Linked DNA regions of Macaca mulatta: region 2 is linked to region 1. The links are chromatin contacts, called in public Hi-C maps. All regions are on one chromosome and are shown on one strand. Each heading gives the region's core, a stretch centred on a gene start, on an enhancer-like site or on the middle of the called end of the contact. The rest is flanking DNA. Distances are from core to core; before and after follow the strand shown. Region 1 holds the start of CCDC190 (coiled-coil domain containing 190). Region 2 overlaps RGS5 (regulator of G protein signaling 5).

Region 1 (5,677 bases), core at 2,002-4,501:
GTATAATTTTTCTTTTGCTTGAAAAATTGCCTTTAACGTTTCTTGAACTGTAGGTCTGTTGTTGAAGAATTATTTAAGCTTCTGTGTGACTGAAAAATTTATTCAATTTTCCTTTGCTCTTGAAGATATTTTTGTTGAGTATAAAATTCTAGGTTGATTTTTTCTTTCAGAACTTTAAAAGTTTTGCTCCACTGTCTTCTGGTTTTCATCATTTTTGGTAGGAAGTCTGTGTAATTCTTATTTGTGTTCCTCTGGATATAACGTATCTTTTTAAATTTGGCTGTTTTTAAGAGTATCTCTTTATTACTTTTTAAAATAATTTTATTTTATATACCTTGCAGTAGTTTAATTCATATATCTTTTGCTTGAGATTCATTGAGCTTCTTTTTTTTTTTTTTTTTTTTTTTGAGATGGAGTCTCACCCAGTCACCCAAGAGTGCAATGGTGTGATCTCAGCTCCCTGCAACCTCCATCTCCCAGGTTCAAACAATTATCCTGCCTCAGCCTCCCGTGTAGCTGGGATTACAGGTGCCCACCACTACAACCAGCTAATTTTTGTCTTTTTAATAGAGACGGGCTTTCACCATGTTGGCCAGGCTGGTCTTGAACTCCTGACCTTGTGATCCACCTGCCTTGGCCTCCCAAAGTGCTGGGATTACAGGTGTCAGCCACTGCGCCTGGCCTCATTGAGCTTCTTGGATCTACTACTCTACCCTGCTAATTCTGGATACCTGGGTCTCTCTGAACTTATACCTCTGTCTCCTCAAGTCAGAAACCCCTGCCTTTTTGCTCAATTCTTGTGCTGTGGTCTGGAAACCCTTTCTAGTCAGTAAGCTGTAGCAATAATAAGGATTCCCTGGTTTGTTTCCACTGTCTCAGGGATCACCATCCTATCTGACTGATGTCCAATTTTTTTTAATTTCATGATTTTTTTTCTGCTTTTTAAATTGTTTCATGTAGAAAAGTAAATCTAGTTCCCATTACTCCATCTTTGCTGAAAATCAGGAGCTAACTTTTATTGGACATCTACTATACACGAATTACTTTAAATTCATCATTTCATTCAATTCTATCAGAAAACCTATGATACAGATACTTTTAACCAATTTTACAAATAAAGAAACCAAGGGATAGGACACGATTAATGACTGAAGTCACATATTCTATAAATGGCAGATTATTTGATTCCAGATGTGTTTTGACTACAAAAGGATGTGACTCCACGTAAAACAGAGAGAATTATAGAAAACTACATGAATGTGCATTAAAAATCTATTCTGTAAAATTTTGTTTTAATCAAAACCACTTTATTGAGCAGTTTGAACTACTTCTTTCTCTGGTGGTGGAAGCAAGGACATAATCTGAGAATGATAGTTTTACACTTCCAATCACTATCTTTGCTGATTTTCTTTCTTGTTCCTTAATGATATCCTGGGCAGATTCTACACATTCCTTGACATTTTGTTTAAAAAAAAAAATCCATTCTGCTTTGAAGCTCCAATTTCACACTAATTTAAACCCCTCTTCACTGGACTCCAGGAGGTTTGGAGATGGGAAAGGAGGGTTATCTGCTGTATCATTCTTCCTTCTCCAACCCTTGGAGTGGAAAAGGCATGATCTTTTTGTATACTTCCTCTCCCTTGTCTTTTCAACACTAACCATTTTAAGGTCATGGGCTAGGAGAGAATAGAGGAGGCAGAGATCTTCCTCTGTAACTGCCACATTTGTGATGCTAAGGCACGACTGGCATTTTCCTATCTATTCTTGTGTTCCCATGTTCCCATAGATAGATTTTCCTGTCTATTCTTCATGTTCTCATGTCCTCTGCTTTTGAGATGTGTGGTTTTATGAGGGAGTTCATCTTCACTCAGATCCCTTCTGTCTCTGCCTCCTTCTGGCCCTGCCTGTGATTCCATTTCCCCTCCGGATGAAGCACTGCCTTCCAAGAAGAGCAAAGTGATGACTATACCATGGTTTCCGCCACCTCATATAATCCCTCTGCTCCCTCCCACGGAGCCAGGTCCTCTCTGACATTCTCAGAGGGCTGAGAGTAACTAGGATGGCTTTGACCACCATTCTTTTCCTAGGCACTCCACACTAAGGCTTCTTCTTGCCCTTCAGTCATAGATTATTTCTGCAAGGCTTTCCTCTTCAGTTCCCTCTCAAAATGACATGCAGGAACCAAGCTTTTCTAAGAAATCCCTCACTATCATCAGCTATAGTGGCAACAAAGGGATGGAATGGGGACTGCTCTATTGTTCTGCAGTCAACAAGCCTCTAGCTGGGGGTATGATCCCAATCCCGGTCTCACCTTGTGTAGCATCTCATTCTCCCAGATAATTTTCTTGGAATCCCACCTCATTCATTTAAATTCTGGAGGTGAGGGAATTACCTCATGAGAAAGGATGGGAAAGGAACTACCTCCCACTGCGAGAGTAGCATGTTCTTCCTCCCTGCTATCCCCCGTAATCTCCTTATAATTACTTATTTGCTGGGCAATGATTGTGGTTAGTAGGTCCTGTTTAGCTGCCTGCGTGTCAGTACACTCTGGGGGGATTACCAGGCCCCAGTGTTGGCAGCTCTATTTAGACTGTGGCATATCAGTGCCTCTTATTTTCAGATGAAGCTCCAAGGCAACAGTAAAAATCCCACTCAATATCTTGTTATATAAACAATGGCTCTGCTCAGCCTTCTACTGTAGCTGTTCAAAATATGCGCACAAAAGTTGATTTTAATTTTACTTTGCTTAGTGCTGCTTTCACCACTTTGAAAATCTTGATAAGCACCAAAGTGCTCTGAGCACGTGGAGAGGCCTGGAGAAGGTCACTACAGTGTGCAATAATACAAAATAAATTAACTTCTCTCCTGCACGAAGTGGGCACAGTCATGACAGAAAAAAAAACAGGGTGCTTTCTTTTTGAGGCTGACCTGGTTTTCAAGAAGTAGGAATGAAGGTTAGGGAAGGGAGGTATGGCAAAGAGAGAAAAAAAGAAAAGGAGGGAAAGGAGGAAAGGGTGGGGGAGAGAGAGATTGAGAACACAGACACTCCTTGCTTTCATTCCTGGCTCCCATGGACACAGCCCAGAAGGAGCTCTGTGGGCCCCTCTTGGGACAGGCTAGAAGCTGGCAGGCTTCTTTTACCCACAGAGCTATTTTGAGCTCTGGCCTCTCCAGCAGGGATGAGTGCCATGGCCCAAGGAGCTAGCATTCTTGACCAGGGGAGGTAGGGAGGGATGAAGAGAGCTTTCAAGTGTATTTAACATTCTCCTCACAGCCCTCTCCAACGGGTCTCCCTCTGTCCTTTCTCCAAACACCAGACTCCTAAGTTTACTGAAGAAAAATAAGCTCATTAATCCAGACTCAGCCTAACATAGCAAAAGAAACAAGACATAGTCTGATGGTGAAAACCCTGGATTTGGAGGTAAGTTCTACTGGCCCTGTTCTTTAACAAAAGTTTAGTCTATGCTTTAGACACTAAAACAAGTACCTTAAAATGTATTTCTTTCCCGTGTCCTGACCTTTTCCTCCTTTTTAATGTTAAGCTTTTTTTCTGCATTATAATCACCAAAACTTTTGTTGACAGCAATCTGTTTATATCCTGAGCACATGTTGTGCTCTGAGCTCTGAGAAAAGTGTTAGAGAGACTCAAACGAGAGAAAAATGAGTCCCTACTTAGTGCTATTTAGAGGAGAAAGAAGCAGGTGTGGGCTTAGACATCAGGGTACATGGAGGAAGGAGAGCATCTAAAGTCTGAGAAGATGGGTGAGGACGAGAAGAGGAGCTTTTGCCCAATCTAAGCAGCTTCCCTGGTGTTGCCCAGACTACTCATCATGGATGCTGTTCTACTTTGTAATCAGGATACCCCAATCTTCCACTTTTCGAGAAAGCCCCTTGAGAGTAGGAACTGTGTCTCATTCACCATTACTCTTAGCTTTTAGCATAGCACCTGGCATACAGTAGGATTATAGGCTGAATGAACCTACGCATATGTGAATTAATGAACTGGCAGGGTGCGGGAAGGAATGGCCACGTCCTAAATTCCAAAATCCTCTCCAGATCTCTGAGCAGCCTCTTTGGGAGCCTTTAAGAACAGTAAAAGAGGCTTTTCTTATTGGGTGAATAATGCCTTATATATATAGGCTACCTTTTTTTTCCAAAGAGTAGTTCTTACCTATCTCAATTGATCTTCACACAAATCTGACTGGGAGCTGTGTTGGGGGAGCCTATTGTATTGTATCACTATTTTATTGACAAGGAGGCTGAGGCTCAGAGGAATGACTACCCTCAATCCTTCTGTGTTACTCTGGAAACTCATTTAACAATAGTGTGATTTCATCTGACTAGGCACCTGTGGTTTCAGAAATACACAGGTTCAACCACTGATCTCTGATTAAAAGCTGGGGGTCAGTATCTCAGTCTTCCATTGATCAGGTTAGTTGTGATGCCTTATTGTCTCTAGACCATAAAGAAGATGGAGAGGCACATGGTCAGGCAACAATTGTATAAGCACTTTGATTTGGAGAGGAAGAATGCCAAGCAGGCTGAAGCCAGACTGGACCAAAGGCTGCAGAAACTGGAGGATATCTGCCTCTACCATGTGAAATTGCTGACCTGGGAGCAGAGGCAGCTCCAAAAAGAACTGCAGAAGTTGCAGCAAGGTAAGACTTTCAGGACTGGGGAGGAAGATGCCCCAGAGGCACAGCAGGGCAGTGGGCCCATCACTCCGCTAAGGCCCTTTCAGAGACCTGAGTGCCAAGACAGCAAGAGCTTCTGATCAGAGCCTGGATTTTAGGCTGCCTAGCCTTCCTTGTCCCTCCCCCGTCAATTACATAGCTCCCCCCAGCAGCCTACCTGTAAGCCTTCTTGAGCTAACATTTCTCAGGCTTCCAGTCACTGCCATCGTTCAAGTTAGCTCTTTCTTGCTTAAATCCTTTGTTTTCTTCTTTTAAATTTTATTTTTCATTTTGATTTTCTTTCATTATCTGGGCTGATTTGGTTTCACCCATTTTTTGATATCCGATCTTTCTCTTTTGGATCTAACAACAATTTATTGAGCAGTTACTAATGTGCAAGTCGCTGTCCTAGCCCACTTTATGAAAGTTAAAAAAGAAAGGAAAGAAAAAGTGTCTCTGGAATTAGTACCTCAGCTTCCTCCAATGTCAAATAAAAGTATTTCCTACCTTATGAAGTTATTTGAGGATTCAGTGAGCACTTGGATAAAGGAAGTGCTATATAAGTGCACACTCTTATCCATTAAAAATTGTTACACAATTGAAACCCTTCTACTGTTTTTGTTGAAAATTGTCACAGTTGTACAGTCTGTAGAAACTAGTTCTCCTTTGTTCATCATTAAAATAATTAGATTTTCATATTACTTAAAAATTCAGCACAGGAAAGAAATATCTTGGCTCTTGAAGACTACATCCTTTCTTACTGAAGGCAAGTGCCAGAACTCAGGAGTCTGAAATGGACAGAGCATGTTCAAGAGGAAGGCCAGGTGCTATAAATGAACATAAAATATTTCAGGTCAACAGAGCTTATACATGACATAAATGCCAAGAGTAATAGCCAAATGTCTAGCCTGGGAATTCTTTCTAACCTCCAGCTTTGGGTTTGAAAGATACTCTGAGCAACTAACCGAACTCCTCTGCTTTCAATTTCCCTGTCTGCAATAAAT
Region 2 (5,677 bases), core at 1,016-3,515, 300 kb before region 1:
AGGATGCCCAACGAGTAGGGCCAGGTTTATGAAAGCAAGACCACCCTACGTATAATGAAATCCAACTGTGCCATACTTTTTGGACAAATACTTATTAATAAGCTCATGTAAAATGTTTGTGCGACTTATTCTATAATCTCAATAAAGTCCTAGTTATTTCTGCCCTGACTACACCTTGTATGAAAGGTTTGCTCAGATACAATAATATTCTAAGCTGGGATTCTTTAGTTGGTATCAGGCAACAAGAAATCTTAGCATCAATGTCTGGATAGAGGACTATGTGGGAATCAAGCCACAGGTGCCATCTCTAAGGGTTAAGAGCAAATTACATTTTTAAAACCTTTCTATGGAATAGGTGAGGGTTTCCACAATAGTGTCACCAGTCCCAATGACTTGAATATTATTATTGTGACTGGAGAGAGCCCATTATCTAATGAAGAAGCCTACGTGTAAACACTCACTTCTAGCACGCGTTCTGCTAGTTGGCAGAGCATCTGATGTCGATCTCGATAGGGATAGCTGAGGCAGCTACAGCAGCCGCCTTTGGAGCATGGTCTTTCTAAAGAGCTTGCTGACCACCATTGAGATGTGAATGCTTGATTAGGGCAAGTAGCTGAATTAACTATGACATACATAATGTCATACTGTAGTGATTACAACCAGCTAAAATGTCTTATTTCATTGTTTTTCATTTCTTGTTTTGTATCTGTCTTGCCCAATTTAAACATAAAGTCAATGAGAGGACCTTATCTTTTTTTATTTCATTGAAAATATCAGAACATAGTGTACAGCATGTGGTAGGCGTTCAGTAAACATACTTTAAATTTGTTGAATAAATAAATGAACAAAAGGAGAGGCTGCACCGGGTTTTCTTTTTCTTTTCTTTTCTTTTTTTTTTTGAGATGGAGTTTCGCTCTTCTTGCCCAGACTGGGGTGCAATGGCATGATCTCGGCTCACTGCAACCTCCGTCTCCTGGGTTCAAGGGATTCTCCTGCCTCGGACTCCTGAGTAGCTGGGATTGCAGGCATGCACCACCACACATGGCTAATTTTGTATTTTTAGTAGAGACAGAGTTTCACCATATTGGTCAGGCTGGTCTCGAACTCCCGACCTCAGGTGATCCACCTGCCTTGCCCTCCCAAAGTTTTGGGATTACAGGCGTGAGCCACCGCACCCGGCCTGCACAGGCTTTTCCGTGTCCACCATGGTCCTAAGAAATTAAGTCAGCTTATTTAAACAAGAACCCTGGGAGACTTCCTAGTCTGTTACTGCAGGTTACTTGTGATGGTCCCTTACTGACAATGAGTTAACCTGGGGCAGTTGAGGTAACAGCTTGAACACAAAAATGAAAAGAGTTGTTATTAAGACAATCTGCTGAAGGGAAACGTTCGAACATATCAAGAGTTGAAAGGGTATAATAGATAAACGTTTTTTCTGTGAATATATTTGACACAAATGACATTGTCAGTTTCATCTTTTCAGCCATCTTATAGTTTGAAGGGGCTTATTATGTAATTACTAGTATGAGCGAAAGCCTAAAACACTGCTAGGGAATGACTCACTTGTGTTTAGAAACAGAGCTGTCATTTCTGAAGTCATATCATAACAAATTAATACTACTACTACTATACATTCGTTAGCATTTTTCTTCACCTTTTTATCATTTGGAGCACCTGAGGAGTATTTCATATTAACTAACCATAGAGTCATTTTCCATCATGTATTATATATTAATTAAATAAATCAAGTAAGAAAATAAATATGTTTTAACATGATATCACACTGCATTACTAAACTCTTTCATATGCTGTTAAAGCACAAACAATGAGTGAATTTTCTGTAGTTCAAATTGAAGTAGGTTAATTCAGAAAAAGGGTAGATGGTAGATGCCAAAACGATAGATTCTTTCCACCGCAATCACCCGGCACTGCCTTTCCCTGCAGTTAAGAGTCCATCTTGATTTTAGGGGCCATGCTGAGGTTCCTGGGAAGTTGAAGATTTCAGTCCCAGAACTGAGCTGACTTTCCACTATCATACTCTTATACTTCCCCTAAGGGTTTTCAAGATCATCCATTACCCTGTCTCGGAGCCACCTACGAGGAGCAAACTCCACTGATCTAAAGTTTTAAATGAGCAGCCAGGGAGAAGGCTTTTCCAGCTTTCAACAAAATGCATCCCTCTTGACGGGCCCGCGCAGGGACCCTCTGGGCCCCTTTCCCTCTGTCAGTTTCTGCTGGGTTCTGCCTCTGAGATTAGTTCTCAGCTGCAGGGAACTCAGAGGAGCTCCTCTCCTCTGGTCTCCAATCCGGCAAATGCCTTACTCTCGGCTGTAGACATCGACGACTAGTGAGTGTTTTAGAAGCTTGTGTTTATCTTTCCTGGGTATCTGTTCCAGACATGTTCTTTTTAGTCCGTGGAAAGAAGCTTCGTTGTGTTTCTTCAGAAGGAAGCAGCCTGCAACCGATCTGCTCTCTGCTTAGTTCTTTGCTAAAGCTCACGCCTTCCCACGGCCAGCAGGGGGCATCTGAGACGCGGATTTAAATTGCACTGAATTTAAACGGGATTATCCCGTTAGGACACCTCTTTTGGAAATGTGTTGTAAAAATCTTGCCTTATGCTTCTCAACTTTCCTCCATCTCTTCTTCCTTCTCTTTCCTGACATTTGTCTGGCGTCTACAGCGAAACCTGTTTGTGATTGCTAAAAGTCTTTCAACCACAGGAATAACCTATGCCCCAGGGCTACTTCTGTTTCTTTTATATCCTGAAAAATTATGGTCTCATAATTGATTCTTTTCAGATTGCTAGTGATTGCAATTATCCTCCCTGCCTCTTCTCATTAGCATATGTCCTATATAATATGAGGAACTAAATGCCCCACTTGACCATTCTCAATCTCTTTCAAGGACAGAAATTGAATTCACTTACTTTATAGTGCTTATAGTCACTTAATGGTGTTACCTCTGTCCAGTTAGCAAATTAGAGACATCTTAGTCCTCAGTGACTCATTCTAAGCTGCACTCCAATATTTCACCTACTCCACCCCAAAATGCAGCTTTACTATAACCTAGCAATTCAGTTCATTCATTCATTTGCTCAATCATCAATTTACATGGCAAATCTTTATTGAATGCTATTAAATGCCAGGCTCTGTGCTAAGTGCTGAAGCTGTAATTGTGAACTAAACAGATGTTCACTCTGCTCTTGGGGACCTGACACTTTTATGGGAACGATAGACAATATTCGCATATACATATACATATGGAGATATAAATGCAAATCAAAAAATGCCATGAATGAAAAATTCAGAGGGCTCTGAGAATATATTAGGAGCAGTTTTTAGGTATATAGTGTCTCCCATTGCACATTGGGAAGTTAGGGCTCCTTGAGGTTAGAGTCTATGTTCTTTTATTTATTCATTTAGAGACAGAGTCTCACTCTGTTGTCCAGGCTGGAGTGCAGTGGCACGATCTTGGCTTACTGCAACCTCCGCCTCCTGGGTTCAAGCAATTCTCTGCCTCAGCTTCCCAAGTAGCTGGGATTACAGGCACCTGCCACCACGCTTGGCTACTTTTTTTGTATTTTCGGTAGAGATGGGGTTTCACTGTCTTGGCCAGGCTGGTCTTGAATGCCTGACCTCATGATCCAACCTCCTCAGCCTCCCAAAGTGCTGGGATTACAGGCATGAGTGACTGTGCCCGGCCTGTGTTCTTTTGTTTTTATACTCCACCTACCTTCATCAATGACTGGAAAAATATCTGCTATACAGTTTACATGTATGTGTTTTATATTCAATTGTTCCAAGTGGCTCTGAAGTGAGAAACAACTCGGTAACCCTTGAAACACCTAGTATAAGACTTTATATATAATTGGTTCTTCACACATTCTGGTGGAATATATTTCTCAAAATTTAACTATGTTTCTGTTTTTAGTGATTGCTTGTGCCTGTTTTCCACACTTATGCATCTTAAGGTGATAACCCACTAAATTCACGCACTAGCAGGAAGGACTGAGGTGGTCCGTGGCCTTTTGAATTATGACTTCCCAGCCAGGCAGCATACCCACACAGGGAGCAGATTTAAAATTGCACAGCCCCACAATTATTCAAATAATTTTCAGTTTGAAATCACTAGTGTGAGTCATCTAGACAAAGAATTATCTTCCTCTGAGCCTTTAATTAAACTTTTACTCAAGCATTTTCAATTGATTTTATTTCAAAACAAGTTTTTCTTTGTAAAACAACGGAATAACAGGAGGAGGAGAGATGAGAGGAGATAAAAATAGCTTCTTGTTAACTAGCATTAACGTAATGTGGCCAGGAAAAAATGTCTAGGGTGCAGTCAAAGAGAGCCTGAGACCGAGCATGAAATTGTAAACAAGTTAGAAAATTATCTTCTCTGGATAGTGTTGTTTTTGATGTTAAGTTAATGTCAGATACATTCAAGTTTATCTATAAAGGGAAAATAGTTTGGTAGGCTGGCGCTATTGTTTTGTTTGAATTTTTCATTTGGTTTGTTTCATTTTCATATGTTTGTGAGGCTATGGTAGGGAGGAAAGGGAAAGGGGAATGAAATAATATTCCAGGAATTCTTGAGAAGAGAAACAAATCTAACATTATTTAGTCTTGTGAAAAGAGTGCAATGTTTAAAGTGGTTTGAACTTCAGCATTTGTTAACTCCTCGGCCTTTAAACTTTACTGTTGTATGAGCAGAAATGCAATAATACTATTCATTCCCTGAATAACGAACTCTTAATTAAATTTAATGGACTTCACAACTTAAATACTCTTAACTTTGTAATGCTCTATACTTGAGCCTATACCAAGCCAGAAATTGAAGCCGTAGAAAGAAGTGTTTTCCAAAGCACTGAATATCTTTTCTCCCTTACATCTCCAGGGCAAATATGAGGAAAAGAGTAACCTGATGTTCTGGTATGTTTGTCTGCTCTGAGGAAATGGAATATGATTTTCTCTAGGCAATGTTGTAAATGATAGTTGATTTCTAGATCATTCCACAGAAATACTCTATTTAAGCAGTGATATAGATAAAATAGTAGTAGGGCTCTGATTCATCCTGGTTTTAAAAGGATTTTGTGGCATGTCTTGAGCATGTAACTACCATTTATAAATGGTGTTTTCACAGAAGGTGCATCCTGAAATAGTAAAAGAAAATGTGAGATACATTGAGTTCATATGATAGGATGCCACTTCTTTACATACAGAGTCTTTGAAAGGCACCTTTCTATAGTTTTATCTCTTGTTTGTTTTCATACCAACTTTACTGCAAGCTAGGTCCTATATAGAGGTCCCTCCAACATCCATCCCTCTATCTAGAAGGGAGACAGAGTAAGTTCATTTAATTGGCTTTCTGCTCTCTCACGTTTCACCCTTTTGCAGTACAGACTACTTTTACATCCCTTCAAATAACACGCACCCACCCTTCTGTCTGGAAAGGTCATTCTTTTCTAGCCCAACTGACTGACTGCTACTCATTCTCTAGTTCCACCTTTGCCTCCTCTGAGAAGTTCCCCTGATTTGCCCTTGTGGACACTGGTGCTCCTCCACCAGAGCTCTGCTGCTTTCTGGACAGTCTGTCCTTAAGTACCTGTTTGTGATTGTTTCCACATGTAAGACCTCTCCAGGTTAAAAGCACCTTAAAAGCAAGGAGCAAACCTAATGAT

Evidence for each region. A called contact is a pair of places that touch in the nucleus more often than the background predicts.
Region 2: a Hi-C map of fibroblasts shows a contact between it and region 1, with 2.8 times the contacts expected there. The contact joins the enhancer-like site here to the promoter of CCDC190 in region 1. A contact is called at or near these places in 5 of 14 Hi-C or Micro-C datasets (fetal cortex germinal zone, fetal cortical plate, fibroblasts and 2 more).

What each region holds. Positions count from the first base shown.
Region 1 is chr1:20,593,831-20,599,507 of T2T-MMU8v2.0, reverse strand. It overlaps CCDC190 (coiled-coil domain containing 190), which reads left to right and starts at 3,251. Exons shown (of 5, transcript XM_015125664.3): 1 at 3,251-3,421; 2 at 4,460-4,658. The coding sequence starts at 3,398.
Region 2 is chr1:20,894,804-20,900,480 of T2T-MMU8v2.0, reverse strand. All of the region lies in intron 1 of RGS5 (regulator of G protein signaling 5), which reads left to right. The region is part of intron 2 of LOC106994960 (a long non-coding RNA gene); the gene reads right to left. Among named protein-coding and RNA genes, the nearest start is that of RGS5, 29 kb to the left of the region's middle. Within about 2 kb of position 2,265, at least 4 of the 40 cell types and tissues checked have an H3K27ac peak or open chromatin away from gene starts, as enhancers often do.